2 separate regions of the Ovis aries genome follow, and region 2 is linked to region 1. Evidence: chromatin contacts called from public Hi-C data. All regions are on one chromosome and are shown on one strand. The core of a region is the stretch at or near the end of the contact, and the rest is flanking DNA. Distances in the headings are between cores, read along the strand shown.

Region 1 (4,068 bases), core at 961-3,460:
ATAAACAGCAGGTGTCAGGCATACTGAATTACCAGTGGATGGTATCTGTAGACTTGTTTCTGTCTCTGTTTGAGTCTCAAGTCAGCCAAGGATGCTCCTGTGTCTCCTCCAACTAGGCCCAGGTTAGCCTTTCCTAGATATTGTGGAACTAGATGAAATTGGGCATTTAGAACATAATCAAGGTCCTAGAGTTTAGTGCCATCTCAGGTTCAATGTGCAAAGGTTCATTATGGCTAACTGTAAGGATTCATTCATGGGTAATTGGAACAGAAACAATTTCATAAACGAATATTCTGTTTTTAGTTGAAAGATGGTTTTCTGATGCAGCTTTCATGTCCACCAAAGAACTTGGGTCCTTTAATGATAGAGAAAAGAAGAGCTTCCTTTTAAGAAGATAAACATAGGTTTCTAAGCATTTTGTTAGAATTATTACTTTCAGTTGTATAGCAGGTACAGACCTCAAGTTTTACAAAATTCAGGTTTGTAAGAAATATAATTTCATTTTTCCATAACTCAAGCCAATTTCTAGTTCAAGCTCTGATTTCACAAGGGGTGGCAGATACTTAATCATAGTCAGTTTGGCATCTAAACTGAGGAAACTTCTATAGGATTAGCATGTCAGAGAAAGAGGATGAAACATTTGATCTTTGCTGCTCCTCTGCCAATGCTGGCTCCCCTAAGATTTCCACTCTGTATCTTTCCTCAAAGGCAGCTGGCCCTACAGATTGCTGCTGGATTGACCTTGGCCAATCAGCAAGGTTCCTTTAGGTCTGCTGCTTCTGCTGTCTCTGCACCCTTTTGGGTATCTGGGGCTCACTATGTTGGGCTTCCAGAACCTCCGTGGTACTATGCAAGATTTCACTGTCCACTATGGTAGCTACCAGTCACATGCAGCTGTTGAAATCTAAATTAATTAAAACTCAATAAAACTTTTGCTCCTTAGTTAGGCTAGCCACCTTTCTGAGCCCTAGCGGTTTTCCTCAATAGTCCTAGTGGCTAGAAGCTACTGTATTGGATACTCATGTATAGAACATTTCATTCAGCACAAAAAATGCTATTGAATTGGTCTTGGCTGGACTGGACACACGACCCAGCCTTTTCTTATCTTAGGGTCTTGCCACCTCCCTGGGCTCTAACAAATAAAATGAATGGAAATTATCTCTCTTGGCTCTCAGTTCCTATAGATAGATCCTGCCAAAGGCTTCTGACAGAATAGAGTGAGAAGAGAGCAGTGAGTTCTGCTCTCTGGGACCCACCAGCATGTAGCCTCTCATTACTTTCCAGCCAACTTCTTAATCCCATTCCAGTCCAGGAAATCCATTTCTTATTTCTAGGCAAGGAAGTTATACTATTGTATATACCAGCATGGTCCAACAGGAAAATAAGGAAAGCCACATGTATAATTAAAATTTTTCCAGTAGCCACATTAAAAGAGTAATGAATGAAATTAATTTTTAATGTCTTTTTTTATCCAATACATTAAAATATTATTTCAACAGGCAGTCAATAGAAAACTTTTAAATAAGATATATCCTCTTCATTTGTACATACTAAGTCTTTGAAATTGGTGTGTATTTTATACCCACAGCACATCTCAATTTCAACTAGCCACATTTCAAATGTTCAGTAGTCACATATAGCTATAGGTTATCATATTGAACAGTATAGGTCTCTAATTGGATATATTTCATTACCCCCAAAGGGTTTGGGTTTCAAAACTCAAAAACAAGGAGAAATTCCTTGTTTCTTTATATTCTGTTGTATCACTTTCCTGAAACAATAAGCAAAACCCAGTCTATCTGACGGTAGATATGGGGCTTCTGGCTCAGACGGTAAAGAATCTGCCTGCAATGCGGGAGATTCGGGTTTGATCCCTGGGTTGGGAAGATCCCCCTGGAGAAAGTGTTAGGTAAAAGACCAGGATACCAAAAGAGTGTCTAACAGGCTTTTTAATGGCAAAGCGCTCCCAGGCGGGGTTCCTGGACCCGAACGAGGCAGGTAGAGGAAGTCCGAGCCAAACGGGACTGTGTTGGGGGTGGTTTTTATATGTTCGTTGGGAGGGATGGTCAGGCTAGATGGACGGGGGTTCGGATAGGTCGCCAGGCCGAGGCGTCGCGGGCTGACAGATCCTTCTGCGTGGCTGGGGTGGGGCGGCTTTAGCTGGTGAAGTGTGCTGTCATTGGTCCCCGGGATCTGGGAGGCGCCTTCCATTAGGGACTTCCCCTCGCTTGCAGGAAGGAGAGGAGGGGCGGCCCATCATGGCCTCAGGGGTCCGGCCTTACAGAAAGGAATGGCTACCCACTCTAGTACTCTTGCCTGGAGAATCCACGGACAGGGCAGCCTGGCAGGCTACAGTCCATGGGATCACAACAGTTGGACACAAGTGAGCGACTAACACTAACATGATGCTGAAGGTATCTTTGGGTGGGGTATGGGAGGAGAAAGGCCACAGGATAAAAAGAATACTTGGAAAAACAACTACTACAAAAACTTCAGTTAATATTTCAAAAGTATTAGCCTGCCACAGTGAGCTTTTTAAGGATATAAATATTGCTGTAGGATTGTCAGAAGTTTGTTTGTTATGGGCATAAAAGAAATAGTAATTGTATTAGCAGTTAAAAATGGCAGTAATATTGTTGTGTATTGTATAGCTGCTATGGTAACTGGAAAACACAATGCAAAAATCTGCAGTGCAGTGCTATTGTTGCAGGTAAATCTTATTACTATGACTAAGGCACAGATAAGTTCTATTAGTAGTTAAATCCTGCAATAATACCTCTGACAATTTTTTACTGCAAAAACTGTAAAACCCAAGGATAAGAATTTTATTACCAGAGATGATAATAATTCAAGCCTATGGTTGCACTTCATAGACTAGAATCTCCATTTAGGTGGTTAACTGGCAAAGCTGCTTCAATGAAAAAAATTTCTATCATTTCAAAACTGTCATGGCACAGAGGATTTGAAATTTTGGGGTGGTATTTTCCTTTTTTTATATTCTATTTTCACTGCAAGCTTGGTGATATTTAAAGGCAATATAGAAATTATTTTAAATGTTGAATCTTTTAAGTAAAACAGCTATAACATTTTGCAGTCAACACCTGGGTCAAATGGACAAGACAATTAAAGTTACTTATATCCACAGGTGTATTACATGCAGATTAAGCCTGGGATGGAAGGAGATGATAAATCAAGACCTGAGTTAATAGGGGTTTAGAAAAAGGCAGAAACACAGTTTGGGAGGGGGGAGGGTCAGTAGGATGTACTTATTGGTACATACTGGTAGGTAGGAGAAATGAGAACCTTAAGAAAAGGGTAATTTCTAGAATGACAAAAGATCTCAGATGATATATCGCATGGAAAGTGGTCATGGGGGTTGGGGCTAAGTGAATTCTTAGTAATTATTGAAAAATTCTGAGTATACATAGGTTATTGGTGTTCCACTCTAGGTAATCACTGAGTTTAATGGAAGACAAATAATGTTGAAAGTAGTTTATTTTGAGATTTGCTATTCCTTGAGGTAGCGATGTTTGGTAACAACTAAGTAGTGCCCAAGTTATTCTTGAAGGTCAAGTTTTGATGTTTATTATGTATTATGTTAGACTCTGTTTGCTAACACACACAATGATGTACATTATTAATTGCTATTTATTGACTGTTTACTGTATGTCAGGCACTTTACATACTTATCTTCCATCTTCCATTACATACTTATCTCAACATCCCAGAAAGGAAGCGTGATGATTTGTTTGACAGAATAAGAAACTGGGACTCAGAGAGGTGAAGTGATTTGTGTTAATTTCCTGCATGTATATTGAACATCTGTTTCTGAAAATTCTTTGAGAGCAGGGACTATACCTTTTATGTGCCATTAATAACATTTCATGTGATCAATACTCAGTTGCTATTCCCTATCAGCTAAGTGGATAGAAAGATCTTAAAATATTCTATATTTAAGGTTCTCCGATAAATTTAGTTAGCAGACAGGTTATTTAAAAAAAAAAAAAAAGTCATGAGGGAAGAAGTAGCTACTCTGTGGAGTCTCCAGGAGCCTATGAACTTGAGCTT
Region 2 (4,068 bases), core at 1,010-3,509, 210 kb before region 1:
TGAAGCAGAGGAGGAGAAAGAGAGAGAAACTTTTTATTCTCACTCTGTAAGAGACGAAACTTCTAAAATAGTTACTTTTTGCAATCCAGCTCCTTTGATAGGAATTGTGTGCATAGGGATATTTAAATGAACTCTATATCTGTGGTGAGAATAGCTCCATTTCTCTTCGATGTTTGCAGCCATGGTGTTCTGTGTCCACAGGCTTGCAAATACTCTCCCAAAGCTCAGCCTTCAGCCTGCTTACCCACCCACTCCAAAGCTGCTTCTCTCTCTAGAACAAGTAATGCTATGTCTTTCTCGAAGCCAGGAAAGCACGGTAACATTCCTACACAAAATATCACCAGCTAGGGACCTTAGTTGAATTAAACAGGAGGCAGCAAATTTGGGAACTGGATAATGAGCACCTACAGCATGGCAGATATGGAGAAATACAACCATGAATAATTCCATCCCTTTCTTCAAGAGGCTTAGGGCTCGGGGAACCCACATGGTAAAAGACAGCCCATGGCACCCTCAGAGCTAGTGGAGGGGGCACTGACTTTTCCAGTTTTAACACCGAGTCCTAGATCTCAGGAACACTTCCCCAAACCCACGCCCCAATTCCTGTCAAGTAGGGACTGTTGTTCACCCCAGTAGGAGGCTGTGACTGTTGGAACTGACTTACTCCTCATCTCATTCCTTGCCTCCATCCTCACCTCTACAAACAGCCTTTTGAAATAAGCTCGCATTGCTCTTAAAATAATAATAGTTGGTAATGAAAACAGCAACAGTAATTTATTCTTTACCAGTAGTTCTTAAAGGGGATCAGCATATGCCCCCTCCAAATATGCCATTTTGGAATATGGATAATTTTAAGTTGAAGGCAATTGAGAAGCAAAAATTGCAGGAAGAGTTCTCTGCCCTCCCCTTATCCACCTAAAAGCAAGGCATAAATTTCTCTTTTGAAGACATACCCATTCCCACACCAGCAAGAGGAGAGCGACTCTTATCACCAAGAGTCAGCACCAAGATGAGTCTGCATAAGCAAACCTTACTAAAATTATCCTTATCTTCCACTGGTTTTCCACATATATTTCATTGTCACTTGCCCATAATTTATTGTCCCTTGGAGCCAAAGCCCTCTCTCCTTTGCTAAGGGCATATCTTTTTTGTGAATTCTGTGCATGTAAAATATTAATAAGTTTGTATGCCTTTTCTCCTGTTGATCTGTATTTGTCATTAAATCTGAAGTCCCTCAGTACTGAATCTAAGAGGGTGAAGGAAAATTTTCCTACCCCTGACATTCTCCACTTTGGCTACTGATTAGAATCCCTTGAGCAGCTTTTAAATCACGTCAGCACGCAGGACCCTCCCCAGAGTAATAGGTCAGGCTCTCCCCAGGTGCTGTACAGCTGGGGTGAGAAACACTGCCCAGGGTTCAGGATGCCAGGGGGAAGCAGTGCACAGGGGTTTATTTAAATAAAGCAAATAAGCCAAAGCCTGGTTTATTTCCTGGAGTGGTTTCAGCTTCAGACCCAGATCAGAAATCACTCATGGATGATGGGGACAGACTCCAAAGGTAATAATGCAGATCCACAGGGACTTTACAGTTTCTGTCATGGGCCACTTTGTTGGGAAGTAGATAGAATGCGGGGCTTCTCGGGTGGTGCTAGTGGTAAAGAACCTGCCTGCCAATGCAGGGGATGTAGAGACGTGGTTTGATCCCCGGATCAGGAAGATCCCCTGGAGGAGGGCATGGCAACCCTCTCCAGTATTCTTGCCTGGAGAATCCCATGGACAGAGGAGCCTGGCAGGCGACAGTCCATAGGGTCACAGAGTCAGACGTGACTGAGTGACTTAGCATGCACAGGAGAAGCACACCCACATGGTGAGGCTCACTGTGTCTTTTTGGAGGGACAGCTAAGCGCATGAGGTCCTCTCTGTTGGGCCAGGGAACCCAAGATAGTCCTCCCCCTGACCCACAGCCTCCTGCTTTGCTTCAAGAAGTTGTTCCGAGGCTGTTTTCCAGGCTGCCACTCCCTGGCGTTCTGGTTTTTCCATTTGTCACCTCTGTGAGAGAAATTAACAGTTTTGCCAGACCCCGTATAAACAGGAAGGCAAGCTGTTAACAAGAGCCTCCTGCCCCCGCTGCCAAGCCCAGCACTCACGTTTCCTTCCTCAGAGCCTGTCAATTGTGGGGAGGAGAAAGGCGAAGAATGGACCCTGTCCGGGCACTGTGTGGGTTCTCTTGTGGCCACTTGAATGCCAGTGTAGGGGCTTGCTGACAGCTGGGTCTGCAGCTGGCTGGTTTTGTCTGCTTTTTGAGGGACAGCCAGGGACAGCCACTGATTAAACTGGGAACAAAGCGAGGCTGCAGGCGTGGCTGCTCACACCAGTGCTGCTGAACAGCAGAGAACAATTAATTGCCGTGTTGTGGAATGTATGGATGGGGGCAGGGAGGCGGTGGGAAATGTAAGAATGTGCAGGAAAATGTCAAGCCGTGCTCTTGTTCATTAGAAGCCGAGAGAGGGCCAGCTCTCCACATGTTCTCAGGACCCACCACAGCGTGGGGGCCCTGGTTCCTCACCTTCCCAACTAGGGTGGTCTGACACACTGGTGTGTCCAAATGGGGATGCTCTGCCAAGCAAGATGGGGAGCTCCTTGGCCCTTGGGTTGGCAGTTTTAGCTATTGTGTCTATGGTACAAAAATGCCCGTTTCCCTGTATGCCATGACAGTAAAAAGGTCATCTCCCTGCAGGTTTGCTGTAGGGACTATGCAAGCCAGGCTCTGTGTTTGTGCCCTAGAAGCTTGCAGTCTAACTTTTATCCCAGAACCAAAGGAGGAGGACATTGGGAAGAAGCCAGAGTCCCCCATTCTGCCACCACCACTGAAGAAGATTGCTGCTGGCTCTTCAGGGAAGCTGAAATCAGGAGGCCATTGCTAACTACATTCATGCAATAAAGGAATGGAAAAGAAGAACAGTAAGAATGGCATCTAAAGGGGTCTGAAGTAGCTGGAAGATGGTTTGGGACACAGACACAGGGAATTTAGAAAGTGCTGGCTCCTCTTTGATGCATCTTTATAGATACTGAAGGTTCAGATTCCTTTGTATGACACCATTATTGTTTGCCGGACTTCCTGCCAAGACTGAGCCTCAAGGGGCGCTGGGATTTATTGAGGTTACACAGAAATATTATGTTTCCTATTCTGGGTCCACCCTCTAGAAGGCTGAGCCCAACCTAAAAGTATGTGTGCGGGTAGTTGATATGGAAGGTGACTTCAGGGAGCAGAAGCAAGGCATGGGGAAAAGGGGGAGGGAGGGGAAAGAAAGCCAATATAGACATCTTCCCTGGTGGCTCAGATGGTAAAGAATCTGCCTGCAATGCAGGAGACCTGGGTTCAATCCTGGGGTTGGGAAGATTCCCTGGAGAAGGCAATGGCTACCCACTCCAGTTATTCCATGGGCAGTAAAGCCTGGCTGGCTATACTCCATGGGGTTGCAGAGTTGGACACAACTGAGCGACTAACACTACACCACTACACATCAAGGTCATAGCTCTGTAAATGGAGCTTAATCCCACCCGGGCTCGGCTCCCAGGCTGGTCTGCCTGATGATCAGCTGGAGACATACATCAGCTTCTGTTGCCCATTGAGGGTTCTGTGGGAGGCATTAACTCTGCTGCATGTCAGGGCTGTGCATGTGTAAATTCAAGGGGGCTCCCACTAGTGTCTACAGCATCACAGACATTTTCAAGTGGAGGATGCAAGAGACACAGGTCTGCTCTTGAGACAAGCTGCTATCAGGGTGAGGCTAGCTGGCATAGGTTGAGGTTGGAATCAGAGATGAGACCAAGGATTGGGGTCAGGAAGCCAGATGGAGCTGACCTACCATCACAGAGGACGCCCCTGACGTGACCCATGAAAAGACTGAGAGACAAGGCAGGATATGTGATCTCAGGCCAGGCTGTAGCCGAGGGAAGCTCAGGGCCTTTCTATATCCCTTAATGTGCCTTCTCGCACCTTGAGGGGGCCCCTGACTGACAGCCCCGCCTGTCACCAGAGCAACACAAGGCACTCATGTCATGGCA

The links. Hi-C and Micro-C count contacts between places; a contact is called where the count stands out from the background.
Region 2: a Hi-C map of hypothalamus shows a contact between it and region 1, with 2.0 times the contacts expected there. The contact joins the enhancer-like site here to the promoter of EHBP1 in region 1. A contact is called at or near these places in 2 of 16 Hi-C or Micro-C datasets (hypothalamus and mixed tissues).

What each region holds. Positions count from the first base shown.
Region 1 is chr3:45,562,868-45,566,935 of ARS-UI_Ramb_v3.0, reverse strand. It overlaps EHBP1 (EH domain binding protein 1), which reads left to right and starts at 2,210. Exons shown (of 23, transcript XM_060412059.1): 1 at 2,210-2,414.
Region 2 is chr3:45,774,857-45,778,924 of ARS-UI_Ramb_v3.0, reverse strand. No RefSeq gene overlaps it. Among named protein-coding and RNA genes, the nearest start is that of TMEM17, 44 kb to the right of the region's middle. Within about 2 kb of position 2,259, at least 10 of the 54 cell types and tissues checked have an H3K27ac peak or open chromatin away from gene starts, as enhancers often do. A contact at or near this core is called in hypothalamus, where this site is marked.